Regions from separate parts of the Sus scrofa genome. Here region 1 is linked to region 2. Evidence: chromatin contacts called from public Hi-C data. All regions are on one chromosome and are shown on one strand. Each heading gives the region's core, a stretch centred on a gene start, on an enhancer-like site or on the middle of the called end of the contact. The rest is flanking DNA. Distances are from core to core; before and after follow the strand shown.

Region 1 (5,628 bases), core at 2,443-4,942, 140 kb before region 2:
GCTTTAAAAAAAAACCCATCTAGGTCGGGGGACACTTGACCGCATCTCTGGGGGCAAGGCTGGTTTCAAAATGACCCAGGTGATTCCTCTGTGCAGCTGGGGTCACAGCTACTGTGGGGCTCTGCACCCCATGGCTGGCAGAGCTCACCGAATGGTTCTCACAATCAGGATTTCTTCCTGGTGAAGCACCATCTGGCATCCTGCCCTACCAGAGTCTAGAGCAACACGGAGTACTTGTTCCCATTTCTGTGACGGCCTGCTGTCCTCAGGACACAACAAACTGATGGCAGTTAGCTCTGCAGTCTGAGGTCTGGCAACCCCCTTCCCTAGAAGCCAACTTTTCTACTTGCATTTTCAGTTTTGATGGCTTTGGGTGGCTTCCTTTCTACGTTTCTTGGAAAGCCAAGTGTTCCAATGAAAGAATCAAGTCCCTCCCTCTCTGATGGCTCCAGCTTGGTTTTCATTAAATTAGACGATTTTTGTAAACTCTTCTTAGTTGGAGTTTTTTTCCCCAGCCTTCCCTGTTAGGAATATCTTTGGATTTTCCCAACGGTGTAGTCATTTTAGTCGCCCAAATATGTGTGACTGATTCCAAACATCCAATCAGAGTTCACTTTTGAAATTAACTTTTTTTTTTTCTTCTCCAGAGCAAGAATAGCCTTTAAAGAAATGGCTTAAAGGCTGGATCCACTTGGAAGGACAATACCTCCTGCCATGCCATGTCCTGGTTCAAAAGAGAAATAATTCCCAAGTTTGGAATTCAAGGACTAATCAAATATCAAAACAATGACAGGCTGGTATAAGTTGCCAACATTTCATTTTGTAAAGAGAGGATGTTAGAAATCTACCATCTATTATCATTTCATGAAAGAAAGGCTATGTGAACACCAAAAAAGTAGTAATTTCATAGTCACATATGAAAAAGATCAATTACAATTAAAAAGGACAATTATTTATTTATTTTTCTTTTGGCTGCACCCTTGGCATGTGGAAGTTCTAGGGCCAGGGATCGAACCCATGCCAGAGCAGCAACGTGAGGCACTGTAGCGACAATGCCAGATCCATAACCCACTGTGCCAGAAGGGAGCTCCATAAAGGACAATTCTTTCCAAGAAAAAAAAAATATGCTATAGTGTCATTTTACTGTCGTTTTATTGCAAACATATCACCAGGGAGCAGCATTAGGAAACTGCCGCTTTGGAGAAGTCGAAGGAAGTTTCCTGAGGTTGATCTGTTTGGAGAGCATGAGGTGCCTGAACAGAGATTTCCTAGAGAGGGATGGAGGGACTTTGCCGAGTCCTGCAGGACAGCAAGTGGAGTGTCTGTGTGAAGAAGCACAGTGGCCCATTCACACAATTCCCTCTGGGAATCTCAGATGTGTTATTTTAGCAGTTTCGGTTCTCGGTTCTCTGGCGAGCTGCAGATTTCAGTGTTATGTCTATGACCTGAACTGTGATTGCTTAATCAACTGGATTTCAAAGCTGCCATTCCCCAAGCAACCAAGGGAGGGCGCTAACATCGACTCTGGTGGCTGAGGGAGGATTTAAAAGCAGCACTACCTTGAGCAAGCAAGGTCCGAGGTCCTGTTTTATTGTTTAGGGAAGTCTGCCTCTTCCCTAGAGGAGGAGCACAGCCCCAAAGGGCAGGCCCATGGGTCAGTTATCTTTGATTTTCACAGCTATTCATACCAGTTTGATTTTCAAAAAGTCAACATAATCTGAAAAGATGCATATTAATCTAAATAGCCTTAATAAGGGCACTCTGGAAAACAATGTGGATGATATCATTACCACATAATTATGGATACAGTGGAGTTTCACCACAAGAGCATTTAGGTGAATTTAACTTTACTCAGCAAACAGAGAGAAAGGGATTGAAAAATAACAATTAAAAGAGCGAGGGCAGTTTCATCTGACATTCCAAGCACTGAGCATATCCCCAGAGGGTGGCTGTGTGGTTACCTCAGACCAGTGGTTCTCAAAGGCTGGTGCGCTCACCTCCAGAGCTCCTGGCTCAGGATGTCTAGGGCAGGGCCCCCCAACCTCATCTCTAGCCAATTCTGGGGCGATGCTGATGTGCTGATGCAGGGACCACACTTCTCAGACCACCTGAGATCATCCGCGCTTCTTGGAGTGTAAACAGCTTGCCGTGCTGAACGTGTCTAATTCTAGTGCTGAACGGTGTTTGTTTTTGTATATCAGGGCTCCTCATCATGTCAACCCCTTCATCTAGGGCTCAACCAAGAGGCTCCTGAATAGTATACAGTTCCTGGCCTTCGCTGGTTATGTCACAAACCAAGATAGCCTCATTGCTTTGTGCTGAACTGGCCAAAATTAATGGGGCCAGAGGGAGTTGGTGTACAGGCCCCGAGGGACACTGTTTTCTTGGCCCCCGCAGAGACCGTTATGGGAGAAGCTAAAACCCCAGTAATCACAGCAAAATTGTTCTACTTAGAAAGAGGCCAATCAAACAGAAAAAAACAGTTTCACTGCCACACTGGGGACGCTGTATAAATGGCCAGGGTATGGACCGTGCCACTCTGGTGGTCGCTTGCCATTGAGCCTCAGAGGCAGGTTCTTGATTCTACCTTTCCTGTGCTGTCTCCTTGAATGATTGAGTGAACAAATGAATGAATTTCTCTCTCGCATATGGTAATGACTCAGAATTCTCTGATCCCGCTAGATCAGGAAACGTCTGTAGAAGTTTCGGACAAATGAATGAATGAATGAATTTCTCTCTCACATATGGTAATGACTCGGAATTCTCCGATCCCGCTCGATCAGGAAACGTCTGTAGAAGCCCCCCCCACCCCCACCCCTTTACTCTCCTTAAAAAAAGTGAGAGAATACAAAGTGGATTTTACTTTTAAGGCACAGTGAGACGGTCAGCTTTTTCTATTTCAAAGAACTGGAGCTCTGGTCAGAGAGATCTGGTAATCAGACCCAACAAATGTTCTTATCTGGACCAGTTGATAAACTGGTTCTAAAAATAATCAGAGATGATAGTTTGTACACTCTGTGCTGTTAATGGTCTGTTATGCAATTTCTCAGTATAAAAAAAAAACACAATTATGTTTGGAGAGGAGAGGAAACCATAGGAACTACAACAACAACAACACCACAAATCGAGTGATTTAATACATCTTGGCTTCTCCTTATCGAAGGGAAATTCCAATTCTTCTACTTAATCCTCTGCTCCTCCTGGTGAACAGTAATCCTGACCTGAAGGGCCCTTCCAGTCACAGACAAGGAGAAGGACCTGGCGGAAGCGTTTGGAGACTCGCTCCGTCTTGAGAAGCACCCTGAACGGGTGCCGGCTGTTTACGTCTTGCCTACTTTCTGGGTCTCTGAACCCCTTCTGCCCTGCGTACGGGCATGGCCCCGACACACACATCCCTCTGAAAACACTCCCTCCTTCCCCTGCCCCAGCAGATTCTCCAAGTACTTTTTTAGGCACCAAACGCCTTATCTGCTCTTGAGGAAGGAGGATGAGCTTCTGAAAATACTATTTGAAGACTACTTGGTCAACCCAAAAATAACAACAGTCCCTGTGGCTTGGGAGATGGAGTCCGAAGAGTTCTGAAGGGATTTGGGTAGGCTAAAAATGAGCTCACCAGGCCCTGGGTGGGACCAGCAGTTTTCACTTCTTGCCTCCACCCACCATCCCATCCTTGCCTCTGCCCAACACAGGGAGGAAGTCAGGAAATACTTGTGGATAAACACATGACAACCCGAAGACACAAACATAAAATTACTTCTTAGCATACACTGCTTTGGGTTCTTTGTCAGCGAATTGCTCCCAAGGACAAGATTGAGAAATCAGCAACTTCTGTATCATCACAGCTTAGACACCCCCCCATTTCATTTAACCTCTTCCCCACAAAGGATCTGGGGCTTCCCTTTTGCCCTTCGGCAATGAGATACGGTGTGAAACCTTTTTGAGAGTCTCAGTGGCTGGGAAGATTCTTTTAAATAAGTGGGGCTTACCTCTGCCGACGCACCTGTAATGAGTGGCTAGGACTGCTGATCTCAGTGTCTTGCCAGCGCTACAGTTTATAGTTCTGGAAGAAACAGTCTCTAAGACTGAAGAGGTTTCTGGTGCCACTGGCCTACATCAATGTGGGAATGACGCCACAAGGTACAATCTACAGCTGGCAAATCCAACAGAATCTGGTTGCACTGGCATGCGGTTTAGTGTGCCATCAAGTACATTCTGCCAGATGGGCACTGGAGGAGAGCCTGGGAGTAAGCGTAGCTGGCCATGGGACCAGCAGAAGTTCTGATGAGATGACCGACCATTCGTTTTGGTACCAATTTTACTTCCTAATACCTGCTTGTCTTCCTATGCTAGATTTTTTCTTTCTTATAATGTTACTTTCCATGGGGTTTTCACAGTTTTTTTTTTTTTCTCTTTCTTTCAGGTGACCTTTACCCCAATGCTCTGAGGGTACCATCCCCACTTTACAACTGAGGAACCAAGAAGTTTCAAAGCAAAGTGATGAAGGTGATAGTTCTTTTAGCCCATGCAAGTTTAACCACTATAGGAATTGCCCTTTGCCATAAACAACTAACAGCTATAAACTAGACAAACGTGTGAAATTATTGTTTTTAAACATCAGACATGGGCAGTCCAGGACCATGGCCCCCGAGAGAAGAAAGCAACACATAAGGTGAGACTTCTAGTTGCCCCAGACTACTAAGCAGGGGCACCTTCCCTCCCGGCACAGACAGGGAGAACCCAGAGCCCAGAGGTCTTGCTGAGTCAGAACGATTGGATATTCATATGAAAAATAACAAAAAGAACTTCAGGAGTTCCCATTGTGGCTCAGTGGAAATGAATCTGACTAGCATCCCTTAGGACGCAAGTTTAACAAGTTTAATCCCTGGCCTTGCTCAGTAGGTTAAGGATCCGGTGTTGCTGAGAGCTGTAGTGTAGGTCGAAGATGTGGCTCAGATCCTGCGTTGCTGTGGCTGTGGCGTAGGCTGGCAGCTGCAGCTCCAATCTGACCCTTAGCCTAGGAACCTCCATATGCCATGGGTGAGGCCCTAAAAAGACAAAGAAAAAAAAAAAAAAAGAAAAACTTCAACCTTATCTCATGACATACATGAACATTAGCCCAAAGTGGATCACAGATCTAAACGTAAAACTTTAAAAATCAAACTTCAGAAGAAAACCTGAGAGACTGTCTTTGTGACCTTGGGATAGGCAAAGACTTCTTTACTAGGGCACAAAAGGCATAAAACAGGAGTTCTCAGGTGGCCTAGTGGTTGAAGGATCTGGCGTTGTCATTGCTGTGGCACAGGTTTGACCCCGGCCCAGAAACCTCCACATGCCTCAGGCGCAGCAAAAAAAAAAAAAAAAAAAGCATAAAAGACAAAGGAAAAACTGATAAATCGGACTTCATCAAAATTAAAAACATAAGCTCTTCAAAAGACATTGTTAAGAAAAAAGACCTGCTGTGTAGCACTGAAAACTACGTCTAGATACTTACAATGGAGCACGACAATGGGAGAAAAAACTATGTGTACATGTATGTGTAACTGGGTCCCCATGCTGTACAGTGGAAAAAAAAAAAGTGAGTTGGGGGAAATAACAATAAAAAATAAATTAAAGAAAAGAAAAAAGACA
Region 2 (6,060 bases), core at 878-3,377:
ATTTGAGGTTCCCGAGATGGAGGTGGTTAGAATTAGAGGAAGATGGTTGAAAGGTACAAACATCTAGTTATGAGATAAATACTAGGGACACAATGTACAACATGATAAATATAATTAATACTGCTTTATGTTATAAATGAAAGTGGTTAAGAGAATAAATCTGAAAGCGTTCTCATCACAAGAAAAAAAATTTTTTCTGTTTCTTTAATTTTGTATCTACATGAGATGACGGAGTCACTAAACTTACTGTGGTAAACATTTCATGATGTATATAAATCAAATCATTAAGCTGTATACCTTAAACTTATACCGTGCTGTATGCCAGTTATAGCTCAATGAAACTGGAAGGAAAAAACAATTAAAAAAAACTACAAACAAGGAACCAAATAAATAGCTATCATACCTAAAGACACAGGATTTTGAGTTTCCTGAGCAACAAAGAAAGCAAGGAGAAAACTGGTTAATAAAATACCTGCTTTCTAAACCTTAGGGCATGTTCAGGCACTCTTCCACAGAAAGTTGAAGATTCATGCCAGTGTTGCAACAGGGAAAGCTGCTGACCAAAAGCTCCAGTAAAATCAATATGAATGAAGGAGTTCCCGTCGTGGCGCAGTGGTTAACAAATCCGACTAGGAACCATGAGGTTGCGGGGTTCGGTCCCTGCCCTTGCTCAGTGGGTTAACGATCCGGCGTTGCCGTGAGCTGTGGTGTAGGTTGCAGACGCGGCTGGGATCCTGAGTTGCTGTGGCTCTGGCGTAGGCCGGTGGCTAGAGCTCCGATTCGACCCCTAGCCTGGGAACCTCCATATGCCACGGGAGTGGCCCAAGAAATAGCAAAAAGACCAAAAAAAAAAAAAAAAATGAATGAAAAGTATACAGCCTAACAACAACAGCTCTCAGCATCCCCGATGCCTTAACCATCCGGTGAGGCAGGGACTTTTGAAACCTGCAGTCTCATGGACACTGCAGTGGAAGTTCGTTTACTCTGAGCCAGAATGGGCTACACCACCCACCACGCAAAGACGCATCTCCAACTAAGAATCCCCCTTTTCTACACTTCTTACAACGGCAGTCTTAAATAGAAGTTAACAATCTCTCTAATATATTCAAACATTCAAATTCCTAGAGAAAAGCAGCATGAAATATAATGCACAGGAATTATTAGGGCATCATTTAATTGAAAGATGAACGAGACCAAATGATCAACAGATCATTTTGGAAACATGACCAAAGGACTTGGGTTTCTCTTAATTTCTGCCATTCTTTCCTGTATTGCACCCTTATGCTAGCAGAGGTGCCGTGCTTGGCACTATGGGGGATAAAGCAAAGATGAATTTGACTTTCAGGTCCCTAGAAGTGAGATTTGAGGGATTTATTCTCTTAACCACTTTCATTTATAACATAAAGCAGTATTAATTATATTTATCATGTTGTACATTGTGTCCCTAGTATTTATCTCATAACTAGATGTTTGTACCTTTCAATCATCTTCCAAATCAAAATCATAAAAGTCACAACAACAAAAAGCCATCCCTTTCTGAAATCTGTCCTAAACATTAAAAGAGCATTTTCAGTTCAAAATGCAAAGGTAACTCTTCCCCAGAGAGCTGCTTATTTGGATAGAGACATGTGGTAAACATTTCCTAGGGAAGGAGCAAATGAAAAAAAGGTCAAAGGTAAAAGTCAACTGAGAAGAGCTGCAACATCTCAGCAATTTACAAATTTAAAGGAGAGCAACAGTTTGAAGGGTGGGGATAAACACACCACCTCCATTCATTATAAACTGAGATTTAAGAGAGACTCTTTTCCTTCTCCGGGGTGAATACCACAACATCTGTTCTCCTGTCATAACAGCAACTAAGTTGATTTAAGAAAATACTCTCTCTCTCTTTTTTTAAAGCTGTTGGTGCATAATTACACCATTTCTCTTGAGCCTTGGTTTCCTTAAGACGTGTTTATTCTGCACATCTGCTCTCCCCATACCTGATTACACAAAGGTATCATAAATAGCAAACCAACAGGTATAAAGAGACCAGCCCTCAAAACAGATCAAAGCAAACAGCCCGTGGAGTCCTTTGGAAATCTTGGCTGGCAGCTCTTGTAAATAAAAGTGCTTCTAAAGCAGAAAGCATTCAACTACCGTATTTATATAGGGCGTGATTGACAGGTCAGTTATTAACTTCATAAAAACACAGGCAATGTTAACTAGCAAGAATGTTTGTTCTAGCTGTTCTATCTGAAGGAAAATGAAATCCAAGATAGAATGGCTTGCTCTCTGTTTCTTTTAAGTATTTATTTTAGAACCGTGCAGTATAAAAGAATGTTTTTTCAAGTCAGTGAACTTAAGCTATTTTGCTTACTGTTCTGGAATTTAAGTATGTTGTTATAGTTCTTTAGAAAACAAATGTTACATTTACTAAAGGCAAATTCCAATGGTGCACCAGGATCTTTTCAACCCCTCCAAAAATTTTTATTCTTTTGAATTACTACAATTAAAAAATATATATACTAAGGCTTCTCTCAGTAACAAAGTATGTCAAGTCAGAGTCACAGAGCAGAAAAGTTCCCCCCAGTGCTCTAGAAGAAGGTATGTGTTCCCTGAATTGCCTATGGTAGCAAGTTTAAATGTGCCCAAAGGAGATAAAAATAAGCTGGTCTGTATTTCATTAATATTAGTCTGATGGCTTTTTTTTATTATGAACACACTCTATTATGTCTGATCATTTACTTCACTATTACAATGAAGTATATTTTATTTTTTAAATTCTTTCAAAAAATAACACTGGTTGTATGCAGATCTTTCAGGAAATCCTCAAAATCCACTTTTGCGTGCAACAGTTTTCATCCTTGAGGCGTCATATGGTTAGTCCCCACCCCCACCCCAGGGGAAAGTAACACAAATGTCAGCCTATGTTTTTCCAACTTCAATTGAAGAGCAACTCTATAATAGTAGCTTTAAGCAACATAGCAAAGAAATCCAAAAACCGTGGATCTACCCAATCTATAATCATTCTTCTATAAAACCTTTTTTTTAAAGTAACAAGGAAGAAGTACAAAGAAAAATTGAGAGGGGAAAAAAAGCCAAATTTTTCTTTTTTGAATCAATCAGCCAATACTTTTTAGACTGAAATTATATAAAATCGGCATTTCCCAGCCAAATAAAGGCTTATGAAGTAGACTGTGTGTTTATGCGCATGTTTGTTTATACATGTTTAATATCCTCAGGCCTGAGAGTTTTTCCACGTAAACATAAGTTTTGTTAACTGCCTCTTGAATTAAATTTAAAAGGCTATTTGTTATCAACATGTTTCACTCTTAGCAAAGGCTGTCATTCTATGAGCAAAATATCAAACACTAGAGCAAACTGAAAATCCCCCCAAAATCCATCCTTGCTCATCAGGACATTTAATGTATCACAATCCTGTTTTCTCCAGCAACTCCTACAAGCAGCAATCTTTCTGAACACAGAATTCTTATGAAATAAATACTCAGCCTTAAAACATGGCCTGGGCTCCTGCACTATCTCCCCCCTCCCCCCTTCCCCACAGGACTAAATTTTCAAAGTAGAATATTTGTTTTGACAGACTTCTCCTTGCTTAATTCTCTGGCACAGGACTTCTTGTTGCACCCCTAGCCAGTAATGAACATTTTGCCAGAAATATGCAACTTTTGGCACAACAAGAATAGGGAATTAAAAAAAAAAAAACAAAAAAAACCCCAAAAAACCAAAAACCCCTGCCGGCAGAGACTTCCAGAATTGAAGATAAAAGCAGGCATACTGGATGAAGAGAATCCTTTCCCTTAACATATTATAATTTCCTCTTGTTTTCCCAGCTTCTCACTCTCATGAGGAAAACCTTCATTTGGTATTTTCGCATACCTTCTCTACACTACATAAAGCAATGGGAAATTATTCCCTAAATCTTGGTTTCTAATTAAAGAACTACTTATCCAAATGAAAAATGTAGGTTAGCTAATCCTACTCAGAGAGTAAATCTCCAAAACAATTTCTTAATAATAGTTTATCAGGAAAATTAAAATCCACTGAACTTGTTTAAGCCAGCGGAATTCTTCTCTTTCATGATTTCTCCAGTTACACGGAAGGACCTCACACTCAAAAACTTAACAATGCAGGATGGCTCCACCTTCCCCCTCTGGACTCAGAAGGGTTGGGCGGGGTATCACACAGCCCTCCCGGGAGAGTTTAGGGTGTGGGTGAAGTGCCTCTTGCTACAACTGCCCAGATTCTTGGGAGAAGGAGTAGCCGGCAAAGTAGGTTTCCTGCATGGGTGGAGTCAGGCACTTTCTAAAAAAACAAAACAAAATACTCATGGATCTTGAAAGGGGAGCACGGGAAGCAGACAAGCCTGGCCCAAAGAATATCAGATTGTGGAAATGCTTGATCTCTGCTGAGAGATCCACTTCTCCACACGTCACTTAAACAGTGACGTCCCCAGGAGTCTATCCTCACCAATCTGGGTTCTCTATGCACTTTCCTGGCAGAAAATACCATGAGTGACTCCTTCATCCAGCCCAGAACTTAGGCATATGACTATGTTCCACTGGATGGCTCTTGGGCTTCTCAAAACAGACACAATAACTGATAACTGAACACAGAATTTTCTCCCATCCGTCACCCATCTGCTTCTCCTCCTAAATCTTCACCTCTGTAAGGAGCACCATCAGTTGCAGACACTGGCCCAAGCAAAGGTCTGCCATCATCTCACTCCTCTTCTTCGGTCTCATTTTTCATCAAATCTTGTTAAACTGACCATCTTTTTGTTTGTTTGTTTCTTTTTGTTTTTGTCTTTTGTCTTTTCAGGGCTGCACCTGCAGCATATGGAGGTTCCCAAGCTAGGGGTTGAATGGGAGCTATAACTGTCGGCCTTCGCCACAGCCACAGCAATGGCAGACTTGGGCCATGTCTTCGACCTACACCACAGCTCATGGCAATGCCGGATCCTTAACCCACTGAGCGAGGCCAGGGATCAAACCCGAAACCTCATGGTTCCTAGTCGGATTCGTTTCCCTTGTGCCATGATGGGAACTCCTAAACTGACCATCTTAATATCTCTAATCAATACCCCTTCTCCATTCTCCTTGCCTACTGACTTGAACTCACTTCTCACCACCCAGTTTATCCAGTTTCCCTGTGTTCTTTAAAACATAGTTCTTCATAATATATTCCATAAAAAGGATTCCATAATTCAATATTTTAAACAAGTAATTATACTGTGACTGGAGAGTCACAGTGCCTATCAGTATATCAAAGTCTTGAAGAAATGCTGGATTGTGAGGTCCAGGGAAATAGCACAGGGAAACATGGCCAATCACTTGTGATAGAACATGATAGAAGACAGCATGAGAAAAAGAATGCGTGTGTGTGTGTATATATATATATACACATATACATATACATATAAGAATGACTGGGTCACTTTGCCATGCAGCAGAAATTGATAGAACACTGTAAAGCAACTATATTTTAATTAAAAAAGAAAGAAATCCTGGATTGAAGAAACATATGCACACCAACCTTTGACCACTGTCATCTGTCCTCCTGGCCACTTTCTTCTCTACTGTTTTTCTTTACTTGGCTAACTTCTACTTATCCTTCAAGCTCAGATCCTGATTCTTAGAGGAAACCTCTCCTGCAGCAGGTACTTATCCCTACTCTGCACTTCCAAACCTCCCCTTGCATGCGGTGTGTGGTTTGCTTGATTGTGAGACCCTTAAAGGCAAAGATTTTGACTTACTTATCTTTCAATGCCTAGCACTTTACCTGGCTTATTAACAAACCCTGCTGAGTAAATGAATGGCAATGACAGTGAAATGTATTATTTACTCTATGCCAGGCACTTTTCTAATTGCCTTGCATGTATTAATTCACTTAATCTACCCTAAAACCTATGAGGCGAGTGCTAGTATTTCCCCCATTTGAGCCATGAGGCAACAAGGCAGAAAGAATGAGTAAGCTTTATTACTTCTCCAACATGATCTTATTTTCTTACCTCCAGCAGGGTAAACATGAGTAATTTTACTCCACTTCTTAGGAAAGAAG

What was found. Hi-C and Micro-C count contacts between places; a contact is called where the count stands out from the background.
Region 1: a Hi-C map of liver shows a contact between it and region 2, with 2.2 times the contacts expected there. The contact joins two enhancer-like sites. A contact is called at or near these places in 3 of 47 Hi-C or Micro-C datasets (alveolar macrophages and liver) and 2 of 2 datasets of contacts at active chromatin or transcription factors (alveolar macrophages and skeletal muscle).

Annotation. Positions count from the first base shown.
Region 1 is chr3:97,129,460-97,135,087 of Sscrofa11.1, reverse strand. The region is part of intron 33 of THADA (thyroid adenoma-associated protein); the gene reads right to left. Among named protein-coding and RNA genes, the nearest start is that of ZFP36L2, 68 kb to the left of the region's middle. Within about 2 kb of position 3,692, at least 31 of the 83 cell types and tissues checked have an H3K27ac peak or open chromatin away from gene starts, as enhancers often do. A contact at or near this core is called in liver, where this site is marked.
Region 2 is chr3:96,986,643-96,992,702 of Sscrofa11.1, reverse strand. The region is part of intron 28 of THADA (thyroid adenoma-associated protein); the gene reads right to left. Among named protein-coding and RNA genes, the nearest start is that of THADA, 120 kb to the right of the region's middle. Within about 2 kb of position 2,127, at least 11 of the 83 cell types and tissues checked have an H3K27ac peak or open chromatin away from gene starts, as enhancers often do. A contact at or near this core is called in liver, where this site is marked.